Linked DNA regions of Salmo salar: region 1 is linked to region 2. Evidence: chromatin contacts called from public Hi-C data. All regions are on one chromosome and are shown on one strand. Each heading gives the region's core, a stretch centred on a gene start, on an enhancer-like site or on the middle of the called end of the contact. The rest is flanking DNA. Distances are from core to core; before and after follow the strand shown.

What was found. Hi-C and Micro-C count contacts between places; a contact is called where the count stands out from the background.
Region 1: a Hi-C map of muscle shows a contact between it and region 2, with 5 times the contacts expected there. The contact joins the promoter of coa5 here to the enhancer-like site in region 2. A contact is called at or near these places in 2 of 3 Hi-C or Micro-C datasets (gill and muscle).

The regions. Positions count from the first base shown.
Region 1 is chrssa25:39,490,577-39,494,451 of Ssal_v3.1, forward strand. It overlaps coa5 (cytochrome C oxidase assembly factor 5), which reads left to right and starts at 1,742. Exons shown (of 3, transcript XM_014174318.2): 1 at 1,742-2,007; 2 at 2,319-2,402; 3 at 2,508-2,963. The coding sequence starts at 1,906. The coding sequence ends at 2,549. LOC106586781 (alpha-1,3-mannosyl-glycoprotein 4-beta-N-acetylglucosaminyltransferase A) reads left to right here. Exons shown (of 17, transcript XM_014174400.2): 17 at 1-1,455.
Region 2 is chrssa25:39,286,522-39,290,272 of Ssal_v3.1, forward strand. No RefSeq gene overlaps it. Among protein-coding and RNA genes, the nearest start is that of LOC106586736, 35 kb to the left of the region's middle. Within about 2 kb of position 1,765, at least 2 of the 13 cell types and tissues checked have an H3K27ac peak or open chromatin away from gene starts, as enhancers often do. A contact at or near this core is called in muscle, where this site is marked.

The DNA.
Region 1 (3,875 bases), core at 492-2,991, 200 kb after region 2:
ATCTCCCGTTGGTTATGTCATTTTACACTTCTGACATCATCAGTGAGTTCTACCCCATGTGATGTCTGATTCTGTCCAATCATTCAATTGGAGACTGCTGGCAGTGGTTAGACAGGATGTTGCATTTATTCTATGTGCCATCTAGTTGCAGACGGATGCATGCATACCAGTGGAGGCTGCTGAGGGGAGGACGGCTCACAATAATGTCTGGAACAGAGCAAATGGAATGGTATCAAACAGCTAGAAACCATGTTTGATGCCATTCCACTAATTCCGTTTCAGCCGTTACCACGAGCCCGTCCTCCCCAATTCAGGTGACATTAACCTCCTGTAATGCTGACAGCCACGCTCCCCTGGGGGAGCATCTTGTCTACTCTGATTGTAGCTATACAGAAAAGCAATTTGCATTGCTCTTTGATGCATAGGTTCAGGATAGGTCAAAATGTTTTTTTTTTTCATGAGAAATGTTTATACAATAAGAGATTTTATGAAGATTTAGTTTTTGATCAAAAGTCCATCCACGTGAGAGAAGATTGTGATCGGTTTGATTGGGAGTGCTATTTTAAATGTCAAAGATGTGTGTGCATGCATGTCCAATTCTAAATCGGCCCCTACATCACAGCACTTAATGTTGATCTAGTAGGGTTGGACAACTACAGTATAAGGAACAAATCCCAGCTACACTATCAGAGGGCAAGCTGGTGCCTACCCAATCCTTTAAATAAAAACTCCTAGGTAGGATAAAGACTAGGGGTGGATTTGGGCAACACTTTCGAAAGCAGGCCACTTTGTACCAAGTTTGCTTGTCTGTAAATGTCCTTTATTTATTGTGTGATTGATTGATTGGTCAACTTTTTGAATGGAGCTGGCCCCTCCCCTGAGCCCCCTGGTCAAACCAGACCCTCTCGCTCACACCTGGGCCTTTATTTAAAGAGTGCAACGGATTAGAACCTTCAGATAGAAATCTATTCTGTAGATCCGATATGATTCTCTGTGTAGAAATGGGAATCGTGCCAGATCTATACATTACATTTCTATCTGCAACGCTCTAGCGAAGGATTTGCAACCTCCTGAATTAACCTCTTAAGGTGGAGGACGGCTTGAGCAGAGGGGAACACAAACTGTGTTTCTCACTAGTTTAATGGGGGTTACTTCCATCCTTTTTTTGTGCCCTTCATCCACGCTTATCTAAGATTGTATAGAAAAGCAATATGGAGGTTAGCCTATTATTGAGTCGCTTGCCTAGACCCTAGAGGTAGATGAAAGATAAGAGACAGCAAGACTATTAAGACAGTCAGGCTCACCCCACCCCTGCCTGCTTCCACCTTCTCTGTTCTCCCCATCAGGTCATGTGCCTTCATCACTACGTTAGTATATCTGCCTCTGATGATTTTGACATGGATTTACATGGACATCGTTGAAATAAATCATAATTGTTGATACAATTCACACCCATCTGTTTTCTGCCTTGGTTTCATTATTTCACATAATTCACTGTCTGATGGGAGAACGCCTCATTTCCATCAGCCACACATTCCTATAGAGCCAACCAGCTGGGTTCAAAATAAATCAAGAGATGGCATCAACATGTTGGAGTTGCTGTAGGATCTATGGAAACATCCTTGCCGTCGTGCTTCTTTTGATGTTGTGCTGAGAGATAAGCTTTGAGTGGCACCTAGCGGTATACTTGAAAAAGTACATGTTAAAAATCTCCTAATTTCGCTGAAACGTACAAAAACTACAAACACTCCCAGCATGCATATAGTTCAACTTTTGTATTCCCAGGATACTTTGCGAATCAAATATGGTGGCTTGCATTACAACGTTCATGTAACATACTGTAGTTAAATATATTCTTTAAATCTAAATTTCTTGCGTAATTGTCGTAAATGTAAGTGCAGCACAATGCCTAAATTCTACGAGGACAAAGAGGAGGATGGCAGGGCATGCTCAGGAATCAGGGAGGACTTCAAGGCATGTCTCCTTCAAAACGACTGCGTTGTAAAGGTAACGTTATGGAAAAGGATATCCCCTTTCATCTGAGGTTATGGTTTGCTAGCTAATATTATGCTTTACAGTTTTACTTGTATAACATCCCTTATTTCAAAGCGTAGGACTACCTTAAATTGTAAATGATGGCTTGTTGGTTGGTTGAGCCACACTTCCATTAAAAAAGAAAAGTGCAGCGCTTTCTACACCTGGATATTAATGCATGTGTTGTGTGGTCAACGTAAACGGTGAGAATGATCAATAACATATCAAAACACCAGTCTTGGTACAAACGTGTTTGACTAACTCCATGTTGTCCATTCCTGCAGGAGGGGAAGATGCCCAGTCAGTGTCTGAAGGAGGGCCACTGTAAAGCACTGCAGACCTCTTTCTTCGAGTGCAAGAGATCCATGGTGAGATCACCAGTCATCTCTGACATCAATGACATTTATTCAACACTTGGCAAATCCTTACTTATGGAACTGACTTGTTTCTGATCTTTCCCTCTATTTCAACAGTTAGATAACCGGTCCAGATTCAGGGGAAGGAAAGGCTACTGATGGACCAAAGTTGAAAATCTCTGCACTCGCAGCACTGAAATGATTAATTGTGAATAGTAGCAAAACTAACTTAAAGGGGTCCAAATGGGGGTTGTATTTTATTATGCTAACTTCACTTGAGGTGGTTCTGTGGAGAAAATATATGCTCTTCAAATAGGTATGTTGGACTTATTACCTCCTGAAGTGATGAGTGAGTCTGTGAATAGGCCTACCACAATTCAAACCATAGACACTTGGAAGTGTGTGGAAGAATGCTGGGCTGCTCTTCTGCTTCCATGTTCTGAAATGAGGGAACTTCAAGGAACTCTAAAGCAGGACTGTCAGCTCTCCCCTTGGCTGCTCTGATGATTGACAGACTGCTAAATTGGGCATCTGTTTTGAACAGTAAATGTAATAAATGTGTCATTGAACAGATTAAGTGTTTGCAAATGTGCTTAAACTGTGTCATAATGGAGTCTTCAATGCACACAACTGCTGGTATGAGTTTAAATTACATTAGATGTATTTTATTCCAGTTTTCTTTTTTACTGACAATACAGTAAAAATACATCACGGTATCATTCTTACAGACCTGAGTGGACAGCAATATTAATAGAAATGGGGACATACATTTAATATAATTTCTTATGTAATATTTGTATTTAAACTCCTTCATGAATATAGGTAAAATGGTCGTTCAGATTTCTATGTACACTAATACAATTTTTTTTATTCATTTAGCATACTCTCTTATCCAGAGCGACTTATATTGCATTTAGGGTTAATCAATCAAATGTATTTATAAAGCCCTTCTTACATCAGCTGATGTCACAAAGTGCTGTACAGAAACCCAGCCTAAAACCCCAAACAGCAAGCAATGCAGGTGTAGAAGCACGGTGGCTAGGAAAAACTCCCTAGAAAGGCAGGAACCTAGGAAGAAACCTAGAGAGGAACCAGGCTACGAGGGGTGGCCAGTCCTCTTCTGGCTGTGCCGGGTGGAGATTATAACAGAACATGGCCAAGATGTTCAAATGTTCATAAATGACCAGCAGGGTCAAATAATAATAATCACAGTGGTTGTACAGGGTGCAACAGGTCAGCACCTCAGGAGTAAATGTCAGTTGGCTTTTCATAGCCGATCATTCAGAGTATCTCTACTGCTCCTGCTGTCTCTAGAGAGTTTAAAACAGCAGGTCTGGGACAAGGTAGCACATCTGGTGAACAGGTCAGGGTTCCATAGACGCAGGCAGAACAGTTGAAACTGCAGCAGCAGCACGGCCAGGTGGACTGGGGACAGCAAGGAGTCATCAGGCCAGGTAGCCCTGAGGCATGGTCCTAGGGCTCAGG
Region 2 (3,751 bases), core at 515-3,014:
ATCCACTTCAATCAGTGTAGATGAAGGGGAGGAGACAGGTTAAAGAAGGATTTTTAAGCCTTGAGACAATTGAGACATGGATTGTGTATGTGTGCCAGTCAGAGGGTGAATGGACAAGACAAAAAATGTAAGTGCTTTTAAACAGGATATAGTAGTAGGTGCCAGGCACACCGGTTTGTGTCAAGAACTGCAACACTGCTGGGTTTTTCCACACTCAACAGTTTCCCATGTGTATCAAGCATGGTCCACCACCCAAATGACATCCAGCCAACTTCACACAACTGTGGGAAGCATTGGAGTCAACATGGGCCAGCATCCCTGTGGAACGCTTTCAACACTTTGTAGACTCCATGCCCTGACGAATTGAGGCTGTTCTGAGGGCAAACTGGATATTAGGAAGGTGTTCCTGATGTTTTATCTATCTGATGATGAACCAGATAGATTGCTACTTAGTGATCTCTCAGATATTTCCAAAATTCTATTTGTCTCACTCAACTTTCCATATGTAGATGTGTGTGTGTGTGTGTGTATTCCAGTTATATAGGCCTAGCTGTATTTCTGCTCAGACTGTTGCTCTTAACTCCCTAGCCAACATGGAGAGAGCTCTCATTCTGCCCCCCTCTCCTCCACCTCTCCCTGTCTTTGACTGACTGACTCCCTAGCCTCTTTCTTTCTGACCCCCCCCAAGCTAATTCTTCATCACTTATTACTGCTGCCCTTTCCACCAATAGGAAGACTGCCATGGCAAGCCTCAACATCCGCTGTCTGGAACCATAGCAGCAGGCTGTAGCCTACATCTGTGCGCGTGCCAGGTTTTCTGAGGACTCTGGCTGGTGGCACAGCGGCCAGTCTGCATCAAAGCACGAGACAAAAGAGAACAAAAAAAAAGTGCTCTTTTTTTTGTCGCACTGGCCTAGTCTACCCCAGTCTTTTCTTCACCAGAGTCCTAATATAGGCCTACTATAGATAATGCAGACTGTCTTACCAGTTTACACACCAGTCCAGACCATTTTCTGCTTTGTGCTCTCTCAATTCAATTCTCTCTCCCTCTCTGTGTGCGTGCATGTATTAGGGGACCAATAGGCTGGATGCAGTAACAGTAAAAACACAGCCCATTCAAGGAGGACGTGCGTGCGTGAGAGGATATGTGGGTGGTCGATAGTAGCCCACCACATCCGCTCGTCCCTAATCCCTTTGGCCAAATCCTATTTACATTTTTAGACCCCTTCTCCGGTGTCTAAATTGAGTAATCGCCACTTTTCTCTGCTGTGGAGACCGAGGATTTAAGGGCTAAGGGAAATGGGCAATGAAATGGAACTTGTCCCTTCACAGCGCTGCGTCAAATGTAGTGTTGTTGACTCGCCACTGGGTGGCACGATAACCCCAGCCAGCTTTCACCGACCTGACAGGGAGGACGGGAGAAACCGGGCAGTTGAGAGGTAGAGCGAGAGAGGAAAAAAGGCAGCCAGGCTGCTGAAAATGGAGAGTACACGGAAAAGGGTGATCGAAAATAATGCAAGAACCACGAGAGGATGTCAAACTTGGAAGACCACGACAGTTACACTAAACTATAAATAAGGAATAACTCCACTGCCTCCTAGACGTTTTAGAAGCCTGCGAGAGCGACATTTAGCTGCTTGCTTTCAGGACAAGTCAATAAAAGAGAGAAAAGGTGAGTACTAAGTGACTACCGCGTTTACAATGGGAACTGTGCAGAGTGCGTGTGGACACTTTGTAGCACACTCGTGCACCTCTTGTTGGTTAATTACGTAACAGGATTTGGACGTAAGCAACGTGTTCCCACTGCACACATGATTTGTGCAGAGTGTGGTGCTGCGACACATGATTCATTCTGTTAGCTAGCTACATTTTGTTGTTTATCAAAAGGTCAAATACGGGGTACTTATAGTTGTCCTGTTTCACACATGTACAGTGTGGTCCAGCCACAGCCAGTTCTCGCCATGCAGGTCACTAATAATTGTTTGTGTTCAGATCGAGAAGGGAGGAAGCAAGGAGGAGGGTTAGTTAGAGAAGGGACTGGTTATATCTGTAACCAACTCCAGCAAGGCCTGCAAGCGTGACCCCAGTAACCTAGTTGCTTTAATCATTTTCAGTACAGTAGGCTGGAGTCAGTGAGGAGAGTAGTGTTAGATAGCTACAGTACATCATATCTAACAGAGCTGACAAAAAAGGAGAGTCTGGAGTTAGTTTGGTAGAACCCCCCCTAACACATGGAACTGTTTTAAGATGGTCATACATGGATCATTTTATGCTATTTGATTTAGAATTTTAGGACCCATGTAGGTATAAATTTTTTTTATTAAAAAAATGATTTGATAACATTGAATTTGGCCTGTACTACTATAGCCCATAGAAACTCATTGAATAACACATTAATAAAAAAAGGCAAAAGAGACAGTAAAAAAATAAATCATGAGGAAGGTTTTGAAGGGTCTGTCCTATATCTAGGAGATAAGAAAACTCAGGAAATATCATTTTTGGGAGATACATATTTAACCCCCACAAAACGACTTGTTTTAAACCGGCACTGGGTTACCCTCAGAGGAGTCACATCTTTCCATAGAGTGCTCATATTATACTGAACACAAATATAAATGCAACATTTAAAGTGTTGGTTTCATGAGCTGATATAAAAGATCCCAGAAATGTTCCATATGCACAAAAAGCTTATTTGTCTTAATTTATTTTTGCACAAATGTGTTTACATCCCTGTAGGTGAGCATTTCTCCTTTGCCAAGATAATCCATCCACCTGACAGGTGACAGAATGTCCACCAGAGCTGTTGCCATAATGTAATGTTTAGTTCATTTTTAGGGCTCCCGAGTGGCGCAGCGGTCTAAGGCACTGCATCTCAGTGCTTGAGGCGTCATTACAGACAACCTGGTTTGAATCCAGGCTGTATCACAACCGGCCGTGATCGGGAGTCCCATAGGGCGGCGCGCAGTTGGTCCAGCGTCGTCCGGGTTTGGCCGGTGTAGGCCGTCATTGTCAATAAGAATTTGTTCTTAACTGACTTGCCTACTTAAATAAAGGTTAAATCAACCATGTCGTTTTAGCTAATTTTGCGGTATGTCCAACCGGCCTCACAACCGCAGACTACGTGTAACCATGCCAGCCCAGGACCTCCACATCCGGCTTATTCACCTGCGGGATAGTCAAATCAAAGTTTATTTGTCACGTACGCCGAATACAACAGGTGTAGACCTTACAGTGAAATGCTTACTTACAGGCTCTAACCAACAGTGCAATTTCAAAAAAAATTAAATAAAAAGCTATTAGGTGAACAATAGGTAAGTAAAGAAATAGAAACAACAGTAAAAAGAGAGTGCAAAATAACAGTATCACAGCTATAACAGTAGTGAGGCTATATACACTCCGGTACCGCTTGCCATGCGGTAGTAGAGAGAACAGTCTATGACTAGGGTGGCTGGTGTCTTTGACAATTTTTAGGGCCTTCCTCTGACACCGCCTGGTGTAGAGGTCCTGGATGGCAGGAAGCTTGGCCCCAGTGATGTACTGGGCCGTACGCACTATCCTCTGTAGTCCCTTGCGGTCGGAGGCCGAGCAGTTGCCGTACCAGGCAGGGATGCAACCAGTCAGGATGCTCTCGATGTTGCAGCTGTAGAACCTTTTTGATGATCTGAGGACCCATGCCAAATATTGTAGTTTCCTGAGGGGGAATAGGCTTTGTCATGCCCTCTTCATGACTGTCTTGGTGTGTTTGGACCAT